2 separate regions of the Ovis aries genome follow, and region 1 is linked to region 2. Evidence: chromatin contacts called from public Hi-C data. All regions are on one chromosome and are shown on one strand. The core of a region is the stretch at or near the end of the contact, and the rest is flanking DNA. Distances in the headings are between cores, read along the strand shown.

Evidence for each region. Hi-C and Micro-C count contacts between places; a contact is called where the count stands out from the background.
Region 1: a Hi-C map of hypothalamus shows a contact between it and region 2, with 1.8 times the contacts expected there. The contact joins the enhancer-like site here to the promoter of TLK2 in region 2. A contact is called at or near these places in 2 of 16 Hi-C or Micro-C datasets (hypothalamus and mixed tissues).

The regions. Positions count from the first base shown.
Region 1 is chr11:46,700,327-46,707,406 of ARS-UI_Ramb_v3.0, reverse strand. It overlaps TLK2 (tousled like kinase 2), which reads right to left. Exons shown (of 21, transcript XM_060395760.1): 6 at 4,144-4,311. Among named protein-coding and RNA genes, the nearest start is that of TLK2, 61 kb to the right of the region's middle. Within about 2 kb of position 4,231, at least 9 of the 54 cell types and tissues checked have an H3K27ac peak or open chromatin away from gene starts, as enhancers often do. A contact at or near this core is called in hypothalamus, where this site is marked.
Region 2 is chr11:46,639,807-46,646,486 of ARS-UI_Ramb_v3.0, reverse strand. It overlaps TLK2 (tousled like kinase 2), which reads right to left and starts at 3,636. Exons shown (of 21, transcript XM_060395760.1): 1 at 3,376-3,636; 2 at 250-335. The coding sequence starts at 330. LOC105612788 (a long non-coding RNA gene) reads left to right here and starts at 2,891. Exons shown (of 2, transcript XR_006061249.1): 1 at 2,891-3,883; 2 at 4,277-4,556.

The sequences.
Region 1 (7,080 bases), core at 2,982-5,481, 60 kb before region 2:
ATCTGCAAACTACATTTCTAAAAATTAAAGCATTTAAGAACATCTTATATAATGTTAAAAGATGTAGCTTTTGAGGAAGTAATAGACCTCACATATATATTTAAAAAAACCTTTTAGACCTTGACAACTATAACTGTCTCATTCAATCTAAACTAATTCAGTGACTAGGACTGTTTTCTTCTCAGTGAACCCAATAAAATCACTCGGTTTTACGGTGCACAATAATGAAACAATCATAATATTCTAAATGCTCTTTAAATGTTTTCAATTTTTAGAATAATTTATAAAGCAGAAACAATTCAATTATAGTTAAAATAACAAACTAAATATCACAAACAATGTAGTAATAACTAAAAAGCTGAAAGATGAAAAAGGAAGCTGGGTACGTTAAACATCTCTCACAATGGAGAATGTTGAGTACATAAAAGATAATCTGAAGTTAAAATGGAATTCAGTACAAAATCTAAAACAAACTCTTAACAGTGGTTATCTCATGAATACAAAGGAAAGAATTTTACTCTTCTCTATCACTTCAATTATTCGTAGGTCATGCACATATACTACTTTTACAATTTAGAAAATTATATGTTTATAATGTTGAAAATCAAATTTCCTATGTTGAAATGCATAAAATTATGTAGCAATATGATTTTAAACAGGCTTCCCTTGTGGCTCAGCTGGTAAAGAATCCGCCTGTAATACAAGAGACCTGGATTCGATCCCTAGGTTGGGAAGAACCCCTGGAGAAGGGAAAGACTACCCACTCCAGTATTCTGGCCTAGAGAATGCCATGGACATCCATGGGATCAAACATTCAAAGGATGAGACTCATAATATTCTGCCACCTATTTTTACTTATCAGTATTGATCTATCGGTCTTTCATTGCCAGCACATATACGTACTTTTTTTAATGAGGGCAATACTACCCCACATTAATCTGCAGAGTCAGCACAACTGCTATAAAGTCCATCTGGTCTGGTTTACAGAAACTGAAAAGTTGATCCTAAAAATCATATGGAAATGCAAGGGATTCCATGGCCAAAAAAAGTCTACAAACGACATAAAAGTCTATCTCACTTCATTGGTCAACTGTAGAGCATCCCATTGTATATACATACTATATTTTATTTAACTAGTCCTTATATGAAAGATAGCTTCATTAATTCATACAACATATAATTAAACTGCGTGTATATGAGAGCAGATCCTGTTCCAGCGTTGGCGGTGCACAAGTGAACAAAGTTAAGTCCTTGACCTGATGCAGCTTACATTTCGGTGGAGGGGAGTTAGGATGGGAGTGAGGAGTGAGACAAAGAAGTAAATTATAGCAGGTAAGCTGGTGATAAGGCTAAGAAGAAAAATTAGGGCACAGCAGCTATATAACGTTTGGGGGGAGCAGGAAGGAGTGCTATCTTATACAATACAGCCTTTCTAATAGGCTGTAGACTTAAGCAGAGACTAGAGAGAACCAAGGGGACAAGGCAAGGTGATATCTAGAGGAAGAATGTTAAGATAAAGGCCCTGAGGTGAGAGACAACAGGCAGTATTTCAAGAAGAAAGGCAGCCCGTGAGGATGGAACTTGGTGAGGGAGGGAGGCAGTAGTAACAGATGTCAAAGTGGTGGGAAACAGGCCATGCAAGGCATTATGTGCCATTATAAACACTTGTGAGCAGGGGAGTGGCATGCCTGGACTTAAGCTCCAATGGGATCACTCTGATCTGCTAAGAACAAAGGCAGACGCTAACAGTTCAGGTAGGAGGCTGCCACCATGATCTCAGTGGGAGACGAGATTTGAGTGGTCATCGTTAAGGGCAGGAGAAGCGGCAGGATTCTGAATATATTTTGAAGGTAAAATCAGTAGACTTGCTGATGGATTCAGAATTAGGATATAAAATAAAGAGATAAGACTAGAATGACTCCAGGATTTTTGAACAATTGTAAGCTGAGAGCTGATAACTACTGAGATGTGGAAGAAATGGGGTTTGGAATGGGGGAACAAAGTGAAGAATTCAGCTTCGGTTGTGTTAAATTTGGTATGCCTATTAGACACAGACAACTGACTACATAGGTCCAGAATTCAGGGAAGGGCTCTGGGCTGCAGATGTAAATTTGGAAGTCTTCTGAGTATAGGTGATGATTGAAAGTAAGAAACTAAACGAGACTCTCCTTACTGAAAGATGGTATACAAGAGGACTGAAGACTGAGCCCTGAGGCACTCCAATATTTGGAGATCCAGGAAATGAAGAAGAACCAAAAGGGCAGAAGCAAAGAAAAGACCATGTGCTTAGAGAAGGGACTGATCAACTGCAGCTAATGAATTATATTGAATAAGTTCTGAGAACTGATTGCCAGACTTAGCAACGTGGAGATAACAGGTATTCTTGTTAGAAGTTCCTCTGAAACACTGTGGAAGGACACTGCTTCCAGATTTTTGCAATTTATAAACAATACAATAATCTTTGTGTAGTTCATGGGAATGGAATTTCAGGACCCAAGGATACGTAAACTTAACACTGAGATATACTGTCAACTTGTACAACTGACTGTACCAATTTATACATACACATAGCACTGTATGTGTATCTAAACCACTACCTGTACCAAGAATCACCAAGTTTACTAGTCCTTGTCAATTTGATAAGTTATTTTATTTTGCATTTCTCTATATCTAAAGTTAACCAATTTTCCACATTTAGACATTTGTCCTTTTTTTCCCCTGTTAAAACTGCCTGTTCATAGCCTTTGCCTTTTATTTTTTTTAAAGGAAACGCTTGTCTCTATTAACCAACATTTGTTAAGCTAACTTTTTTGCTTTTCTCCTTTTTTATCTCCCTGTTTATATCCCAGTTGGAACTGCAGAGAAGCAAAGAGAAACAGAACTATATCAAAGCTTCTAGGCCTTTGGTTTTTATACTATATTTCCATGTTCCTTCTTCAGATGTGATTACCATATTACTCCTCTATAAGAAGGTATTCCAAAGCAAAGAGATGCTGGGCCATCATGGTGGCAGTGGAGATGGTGAGAGATGGTCAGATTCTAGATATAAGTATGTTTTCTGATAGATTAGATGTAGAATATGAGGAAAAAAGGAGGCATTAAAGATAAAGCCACATGTATTAGTTCTCTATTGCTCAGCAATAAATTACCCCCAAACTTAAAGAACTGTGAGGTAATACATGGGTACTGTTTTAAGCTGAGGAAGGAAAGAATGAGAGAAGGAAGGAAGGGCAGAAGGGATTCAAATAATACACAATGATCCCTATCTAATTATTTTATTATTTTTATCTTCTTTCCTTAAGACACCCACCATTTCATGGCCTTTTTTAATACAATCATGCGTGGGTTAATCCCAGAGATTATAGAGATTTATTTGCTCAGAAACCATGGAGGAAATAAGGAGGAAACAGATTACTAGAGAAAATGAACCAGTAACAGAGAAAGAAACGTTGATCAAGGTATTGTTAGCTCTGAAGAAGGCCCCTAAAAATGGAAGGATAGGGCAATGGGGCTTTCTGTTGCTTTACTGCATCACTGAAAACAAACAGGTCCTTGGAAGAGTAAAGAAACCAAGAAAAGCAACAACTTTTAAGTCAAACTGCATTTTAACTTGGCAAATAAACAAATGGGGTCAAACATTTATAATAATCAAATTCCTGTTCTTCAAGGAAGAAGAAGTAAGCTGAAAGGAACAAACAGGTAGCCAAATAGTCTTGGAAAAGCAACTGTGCTAATACTCTGAAGAAATGAGAGAAAGCAAGCATGCAGGCTGTCCAGATACCATAGAGGGGAAAATGACTAGTAAGCGTGCCTGTCCCCACACTAATATTTTATTAACTTGACTATTACTTCAAATAAGTGATGGTTGGAGTCTGGAGATTTTATTTTTAATTTGTAATGGAATTTAATCTGTATTTTCTGTTCTTTGTCAACCTAAGGTTGTGTTTTCCATCCCACAGGACACTCAGACTTTGATAAAGCAGTCTCTCTCAGTGCCTTGAGCCAAGCGGGGCCGAGCACAAGCACACATCTTTACAGGTAACACAGAGTTAGAAATCATCATCTCTCACCAAAATCCTTACTCAAACTCCATCTCAGCTCCAGGAAAACAAGGATGTGCATAAACGCAGCCTCAGTACTCACTGAAACAAAAGTGAAGCAGAGGCCAGCTCCCCTCTGTGCCAGCTGCTCTGTGTCGAGCCGAGGTTTTGCCAGCATCACTGACATAAGTGTTGGCAGGGCAGACTGCTCCTCTGACACCTCCTTTGTAGCGCTGCCATCTAAACCATAGAGAGGCTGTTCTACTCGCCGCTGGAAAACATGAAAGAACACACACAAATTACATGACAAAGAAAATATCTGATACTGCCAAAACGTGCAACAGATTAAAACACAGTTATCAGATTTAAGGACTTAAAAAAAAAACCCTCTGAAAACAAATATGGAGAGTACAGTAACATTATCACTGGATCTTAGTACATTTTAATGGTTCTATATTTACAGAACTCTGAATCTGCAGGTTACTTTGTAGAGTTCAACAAATAATTTCATTATACCCTCAATTCTACAAGGAAATGCTATTTCTAACCTCTAGGTTAATAAAGATTAAGGCATTTGGCCCCTACTTACTTCACTCTCTATTCTATTCTATTACCATATTATACCCATATGCAAAATATAAAATAAATACAAACAAAAGAATAATATACCACAATTATGTATGGTTTATTAAATGTAAAATGTAAGGATAGTTCATTATTCTATCTACTAATGTAATTCACTACATTAATGTTGGTGTGGGAGGGCAGAGAATCAAGATTCTTTCCTTTAGATGCAAAAAGATTTGCACATTGTTGGGCAATACTTAAAAAAACTACAGGATTCCATTTATAATTCAACAGAGTATTTTTTCAGAAATAAACATAACTGTAATTAATGGTGCTATACTTGAGATACCTTCATTAAAATTAGGAACTAAATAGGGGTTAACACATTAATATCACAGTCATTCAACATTATCATAGAATTTTTAGCCAAAGTGATAAGGAAAACAATATGAGGTATAAACACTGGAAAATATCAAACATTAGAAAGTGTCAATTTTGGATGATATAACTATTCACAAAGGAATCCAAACAAATCAACTGAAAAACAACAAATAAGAGTTTAGTAAGATGGCCAAATATAAAAAAAATACACAAAAATCAGTAACTTCCCCATATATCAACAACTTGATTATAATCAGAACAAGCAGCATCAGGAAAAAATCAGATTCAAAATTATCTGTAAAATACTTAGAAGGAAACAATATGCAGATTACACGTAAAACAAAAACTATAGCTCACTGACAAACATAAAAGACAACCAACGTTAAATGGCAAAACACTATGCTCCTGAGTTCAAATTTTATATATGTCAAATCTCACTAAAAGCCAGTGCGTAGGGCTTTTTGTGTATTTTTGCTTCTGTTTTTGCAAGAAAAGGTGTTGTGGTAGTACAGCGATCGATCATCTAGATTCTCCTCTGCTCTTTGGGGAGATTGTTTCTATGGATTTTCACATTTTAGTTCTGAGGTCCACTTGGAAAAATAATCAAAATTAGCCATGTAATTTTTGATAAAGGGTACCAGGGAAACCTGACCAGCTATTAAAACTTACTGCAAAGCAACACTGGCCTCTCTGGTGGCTCAGTGTTTAAGAATCTACCTGCCAGTGCAGGAGACAACCCTGGCTTGGGATGATCCCGAGAAGGAAATGACAACACACTCCAATATTCTTGCTTGGGAAACCCCATGGACATAGGAGAGCCCGGTGGGCTCCAGTACAATGGGGTTGCAAAGACTTGGACGTGACTTAGTGACTAAACAAGAAGAACAAAGCAACATTAACCAAATAAGCATAATACTGGTAAAGGAACAAGCAGACTAACCAGTGGCACAGAAAAATCAGAAAGAGCCCCATATAAAACGGATGTATAATCTGTGATTATATTGCATTTCTAATTAGTGGGAATTTTATTACAAAGATGATAGGATATGTACATAGATATTAGACAAAAGGAAAAGTACATTACTTCCTTATAGTATACATAAAAATTATAAGAAAATATAAACAAATGCTATTATGACTTTCTAGTGGTGAGGGCTTTTTAAACATAACATTAAAAACACAAACCATATAGGAACATCTAAGAATAAGACAAAACTAGTAATAAGTCATGAAGAGAAAAACATTGATAAGTTTGATCACTTCTAATTTTTTGACTTCGGAATGGTGCAAGTGGACATAAACAAGTTAAAAAACAAATTATAAAGAGGCAGAAAATATTCACACCATAAGTGACAATGAGCTAACAATCTTAATAAATAATGTGTTCCTACCCATCAGCAAGACAAAGCAAATACTTGAATAAATAGGCAAAGGAACTGAATAAGCATTAAAAGAGAAATCCAAAAGGCCACTAAACATATGAAAAGATGTTTAATATCACTGATGAAGAAATGCAATTTAAAACAAGGTATTTTTCTCACTAGCAAAGACTATTATGTAAAATTCAGTATTAGAAGGATAGGAAGAAATTGGGACTCTCAAACTGCTGATGACCTGCTAGCAATTATGTGATGATTTTTCATTTTATTTATTTTAAACTGATGCATAGTTGATTTATAATGCTATGTTAGTTTCAGGTATACAGAAAAGTGATTCAGTTATATTTATGTAACTGAACACATATTTTCTTTCTCAGATTCTTTTCCTTTATAAGTTATTATAAAATATGAATACAGTTGCCTGTTCTATACAGTAAGTCCTTGTTGGCTATTATTTTATATATAGTAGTATATATATTAATATGTTAATTTCAAACTCCTATACATCCACCCTTTCCCCTGTATAACCGTAAGTTTGTTTTCTATGTCTGTGGGTCTATTTCTATTTTATAAATAAGTTTATTTGTATCATTTTTTAAGATCCCGATATAAGTGATTTTATATGGTATTCGCCATTCTCTGTCTGGCTTGCTTCACTTAGTATGATAATCTCTAGGTCCATTCGTGTTGCTGCAAATGGCACCATTTCATTC
Region 2 (6,680 bases), core at 2,387-4,886:
CAATAGACCCACGGGAAATCTCTTCCACATTAGAGGGTAAAAAGAAGTTAATATTTCCATACAGAGTACCTTCAAGACTACTGTTAAATATTTGAGTGGAACAACTGATAGGATTTAAAAGTTCACTGGAACTGTGAGCCAGATCTCCTCCCCTTCGATGCATCTGCATGATCCATCCAGTTTGCTCTTTGTTTTTAAGTGTGTTTCAAGTTGGCTATGAGCAGTGTTCATTATCATCATTTTACTCACCTTACTAACACCAACTCCAGTAAACCTGGCCTCTAATAATTCCTGCCGTCGGGGGTCCAAGCTATGCAATTCTTCCATCATTTCTACTGAAAAAGAAAAAGTAGGTTGTGAGACCCGAAAAGCTAAAACATGAAGAACCAGTTCTTGGATACAACAAAATGCACAGTAACTATTTTGCAGAATATTCATATACAGGTAAACCTCAAATAAATATAGCATACAAGTAATAAACCACAAGGCACTATATCAAATAGTAATACACTTAAAGTTACAAAGTGGCTCAAAAGTCTTCTTCTGAGGGTCACTTATTCTTAACTAGTTCTGATTTGACTTTAACAGCAAAAAAAACCCTCAAAACTTTCATATAATCTCTGTAAAAGCTGAGCAAAGCCCAGCTTACAAAAAAAGAAAATTTCTTCTATCAACCTTTGAATTTAGGTAAGTACTTAAGGATATTTCCTTCCCAAACACACAGGAACTAGTTCTTAAACTAAAAATATGAATCATTAATAATAACTTCAAAATAATACAGCATGAATCAGAAGCTACTAATAACTTAAAATAACGCTATTGTATTACGCCTCCTTTCTCTGAGGAGCATGAAAAAAGGAATTAATTACTTCATTTTAATAGAGAACCCATGGTAAAACCATCAACCTGCATCCACTCAGGAAATTAGTATGGCTCCATAACCACCCCTTTACAAAATCTTTCTCTGCCACTCCCTGGAGCAGTAGGTTGCTCTAGACATCTGCTTTTAGCACTCCTTCCAAGCAGGGAGGGGCAAGAGGACACCATTTTTAAACTCCTTCCACGACCAATTAATGCACAGGCTACTCTCAGCAAACACCTCCATCGTTTGCAAGAAATCATCTCTTGCAGAACGCATTGGAAACCGCCCAAATATTAAAAGTAGAAAAGGTACATATACCATTACCTACAACCCCTTTGAACATATTACTAAATAGCTACTGGAATGATTGGCATGATTTAAAAGTTCACTGAAAACATGAATTAAACATGCCCCTCTGCAATCTAACAACTCCACAATTTTCAGTAACAACCCCTACAAAGCCTCCAGTTTCATTTCCCTTCCTGGATTGAGAGCCTGGGGCAAAGAGGAATGAAAGGGTGGCAAATTAAAGTTTCACCCACACAGACAAGTGCAGGTTAGAGAGGGAATTAGGAAATTCTCAGAAGGGCAGAAAGGTATCTCAGAAAAGAAAAGAGAAAAAGAAAAAAAAAAGAGACTGAGACAGTGTTTCCCTAAGTGGCCTTCGTCGAGTCTCGCCCTGCCCTAATCGAGGCCGGAATGGCAGAAGTTGCAGCCTCTCTTCAAGCCCCAGGGTCTCTCGGCACGTTTCCTAAACCTCCATCCCCAGGCCTGGCCCGGAAAATGACGCCCCAGCGGTTATTCCATTTAATGTCAACTCATGTTAAGGAAAGATCCACTCAGTCTCATTCCAGCGGGGCCTTGGACTGGGATCCTCCCTGTAGCCCACAGCCGGAAAGCAGGACCGATGGGGCCTGGTCCCGGCGCCCCTCGTCTCCCGCCGGCTCCAAACTTTCCCCAACTCCAGGCCCACCTGTCACGGAGGGAGGGCGGGCCAGCTCTCGGGGGCGCCCGGGAGGCTGCCGGGGCCTCCAGCTGCCCGGGTGCCCCCATCTCCCCGCCGGCCGCAAGCCCCACTCCCAGGCCGGGGCCGCCTGGGCCTCTCCCATCTTCGACCCGGCCCCTCGGCGACCCGCAGCCCTCGGGAAGCCCCTCCCGCTTCAGCGCCGGGGAGCTGCGGCCCGGCGCCGGCCCCCGGGTGGGCCCGGGCCGCAGCCTCCTCAGCCGAGAGGGTCGCCCGGACGGTTAATACCTCAGGCCCGGCGCCCTCCCCCGCCCGGGGCTCAGCCTCTCACCTGCCGCCGCCGCTGCCGCCGCCGCTGCCGCCGCCGCCGCTCCACGCTCCTCCCGGGAGGGGCCCCGACCCGACCCGGCTGCGGACCGCTCTGCTCTCCCCCTGGGCAGGCCCGGGGCGGAGCCGGGGCCTCTCCTGAGCGCCGCAACCCCCCGCCCGGGCAGCCGCCGCCGGCGCTGGGCTCCACGAGAGGGCGGGCGGGGGAGGGGGGCCTCGGAGGCCGCAGATCCCCGGGCTCGCGTACAGAGCCAGGCGCCTGACGCGGGCCCGGGCCCGGGCGGCCGCGGGGGGCGCGGGACCGGTCTCCTGGCGCCGGACAAAGGCCAAGGGAGGCGCAGAAGGGCCCAGGCCCGGCCGGGAGGTGGGGGCCCGCTCGGCTAGGGGCCACTCGGGTGCGGCGCGGAAGGCGGGGGGGTCGGAACCGCTGGAGCCCAGGACCCGCCTCCGGCCCCTTAATCCGGATCGGTTCGGTCCGGATTAGTAGTGATCGGTGTAAACACACTAGTGAAACCGCGTGTTTCCTCGCGAGATTTGCACGGTTGGGAGGCAGGGGGGGTCCTGGGGGGGTGGGGGAAGTGCCGACAGTGGGGGAGGAGGGGGAGGGGACGAGGAAGGTGGGGGGGTCCCCGCTGCCCCGGCGCCCCGCCTCCTCCAATCAGCGGCCGGCCTGCCGGGCAGGGGTTAACCAGGGGACCCCGCGCAGGCGAAGGAGGCCGCCGCCTCGCCGGGCGGCTGAGGGCGGGCTGACGGGCGGCGCCGACGGACGCACAGCGACGCGAGGGGAGGTCTGACCCGGCTGGGCCGGAGTCCCGGAGACCCCGCAGCCGTCTTCGTAAAATCGGCCCCCGCCCCGCGGGACCGGCCCCAGCCGAGCGGTTGGGCCGGCGCCCTGGGTCGCGGACCAACGGTGGAGGGGCCTCGCTGCCTGGGCCGGGCGCTTCCCGGATCCGCCTCGCCGAACCCTGCGCCCGCCTAATCCCTGATCTCCACGAGTTTGGGTGAGAAGTGAGGTTGCTCTGCCCAGGATGGATTTTAGAGGAAGAAAGCCGTGAGCCGACGAACCCCGCCCGAACTTCCCCGGAGACTCCCAGTTAGTGAGTTGGCTGTGTCCCCCCGTGTTGGCTAGCTCCCACGCCCCGCCACGCTCCAAACTCACCGTCCCGCTCCCCAAATCCACGTTTGCGCCGTGGAAAGCGGACAGAGGTTCACCTCCACGTACCTGGTTGGCAGGGCGTCTTTAGGGTCAAGTGGTGCTCTGGGATCAAGGCTGAGCCCCCACCCCCACCACAGTGTTGCCCTTCGGAAGGCGGGAGGTGGGGGGGCGCTGCCCCAAAGGGACTCTATCGGTGCGCCCTGGGGGAGGTTCCATTTCAACCTTTGATTAAAAACAAGGCTCTCCTGGGTACTTAGGGGGCTCTAAGAATAAGTGCTAGAATGGGGAAAACAGGCCTGCCCCTCTCTACCGAGGAATGGGAAATAGACCAGGATGCAATAGCTCTTTCAGCTAGGCGGCTTCCTGCACAGAAGGCTCCCATTCTGATCGCCCAGCACCAGAGGAAAAATCACATTCTCCACCGACATCTGAGCCAGGACGCTGACTTCTACGCAGATACCCAACTTTTTATTTTCCTCTGATGCTTCCTTGATCAGATGTATGAAGATGTATGACAACGAGTGGCTTGGGGAAAATTCATAAAATGAGCAAGAGCCTTGAACTTTTCCAGGGGGTAGGCAAGTATTTCAGATGATGTTTCTGCCTTTCTTGCTTCCTTACTCTTAATTCTTCCTGTATTCATGGAACACAGACCTGCTGAAAGGGTAAAGGATGGCAGTTTACTTATTGTTAGTTGTTCAGCCTTCCAAATCCTTGGGCACATTCAAGCACTGTAGAAAAAAATCCATTCAGCCAAGAGTCACCTTGTTTCAAATCCCAGCCAGGTTGGGCCTTGCACACATATTTCGATAGATAACAGTGTTTGAAAGGGAGGGGGAGAGCAAGTTCCAGGCAGAGGGTAGGAAAAAGGGCAAGGTAAGGACTATCAAGGGGGCAGGAGAGCCAAGAGTATGTTCCTCTACAACTCAAAAGAGAAAACCACCTGAGACAAGTTCTGTCCTTACAGTGAATGATCGAAAAAGTAAGTGCTTAAAATGACACTGGAACATCTCAGAAGAGAAGAGTTTAAGAGAAAGAACACTGGACAGAGCTGGAGCTGAGCTCTGGCCAGCTCCTCCACAGACAAACTGCTTGGGCCCGTTACCTAACCTTTCAAGTGTCGCCAACCTCATCTATGAAGGAGTTTGGGCCAGAGGATTCCCAGAGTCCTTTCCAGGTCTAAAGGGCTATGATTCCATTTTTTGAGGTAACTATGAAAAAAATAAAACTGAAACTAGTCATTGAAATTCAGGAAAAGACAAGATTTTGTTTCACTTTGCCTAGTGTGTTTTTCCCTGCATGTCAGAACACTGACACTATCATAGGTCTGTTCATAGCCCACCCCATATCTAACACTCATCCCGAGAGGAATTGCTCATAGGAATTTCATGAATTTGCTTACCACAAAAATGGTGTACTTCTGTTTGTTGTTCAGTCACCCAGTCCTGTCCAACTCTTTGCGACCCCGTGGACTATAGCATGCCAAACCTCTCTGTCACTCACCATCTCCATTAAGTTTGCCCACATTCATGTCCATTGCATCAGTGATGCCATCCAGCCATCTCATCCTCTGATACCCTCTTATATGCTTCTGTTTATAAGCATATAAACTACTAGGCTTCCCTAGTAGCTCAGATGGTAAAACATCTGCCTGCAATGCAGGAGACCCGGGTTCGATCCCTGGGTCGGGAAGATCCCCCAAAGAAGGAAATGCAACCCACTCCAGTATCCTTGCCTGGAAAATTCCATGGACAGAGGAGCCTGGCGGGCTACAGTCCCTGGGGTCACAAAGAGTTGGACACAACTGAACAACTAACACACATAAGCATATAAGTGAAAATATCAAATACTAACAATCAGAAAAAAGAAATAATAGATGGATGATTTTGTTGTTGTCCAATGGTTCTCACGATATAATTTAACCTTGAGTTCATGAACCCACTTGTTTAAAGTGTGTTGGCTCACAGAGCAACTTTATGAAACTCAGCTTCTCAAAGGCTGGCAAATGGTGTCCCCATGCAAAAGCCCAATTGCTATCAGAAGGCTCAAACAGGGATTCATCTAGATGTTCCCATTGATCCTGCCTTCAGGGTAGCATATAACAAGTCCTCCAGGTCCATGTTCATAGACACAGAAGGGACAAGGGAGCTGGCGTTCCCTAAGCTGTGTTCTGCAGGTTTCAACAGGTTAAATGCTTTAAAGGGAGTGGATGTACATTGGTCCTCAGGACTCTAGGTTAAAGTTAAGTGGAATCCTTTATTTCAGCACTTCTTAGAACCTAAAGTGTATGATACACACAAGACCATCTCCAGGAGAGGGACTGGGGTATCCACTGGTTTCTAATTTGATTTTTTGAACCACCACCCTGGTATTTTTTTTGGTTGGTTGGTGGTTTCTGATACTGATGGGAGATACTTTGAGAAAGACACTGGAGAAACCTAGTTTAGCCCTTCTTTGCCCTTTTACCTATACCACAACTAATGAATGTCCACAATCTTCTTAAATGCTTTATAATATCCACCATCTTCAGTGAAAAGACTATGGCATGTTTCACCAAGTAGGGGACCCTCACGTGCACCTTTTCTAAAAGGAGCCTGCAAGATGTTGGCTAAGAGGACAAACTCTTGGTCCAGGGCCCTGGTTTTCATCTTGGCCCTGCCTCTTACCAGCTGTGTTGCCTTAGGCAAGATATTTAACTTCTCTAAGCCTCAGTTTCTTTACCCATCAAATGGTGTTAAAACTGCACAAGCCCTGGAGGAGGAAATGGAAACTCCAGTATTCTCCCCTAGAAAATTCCATGGCCAGGAGAGCCTGATAGATCATAGTGCATGTAGAGCTGGACACAGCTGAGCCTGCACACAATTATTGAAAAGTACAACTATTTGGTTCTAATTGAATCAACTCCATAGAAGAGAAAGAAAGTTAAAAAAAAAAAAAAAAGAACATAACACCTCACAGGGCTGTTGGAGGACAAAATGAGATGATGTGTATGCCTGACAGAATAATCCCCGAATACATGGTCCTCAAACCTCATGTTTCTACCAAGGACGTCTACGTTCGTCGTTAGACTGTTTTGGCAGCACACGGTTCAGCTTCAGGAACCAGGCTGCCAATGTGCTGAATCGCTCATGGGGCTGTTTTCTTCATGACAGAAAAAGGACTTGCTAACAGGAAAAATGTCTGTAAAGAAAGCACTACATTTGATGGGGGGAGGGGAGGGCCCAGTAGACAAAAATATAAAAGTCACCTTGTCTGTTTATGTTCTTCTTCCCCTACCCTTGAGGGTTTCTAATGGTGTGAAGAACAAGGGATTTTGTGAAGGCGGTATTCCCACCAGAAATTCTGGAGGGCAGGGCCATGTAGAACGTCAG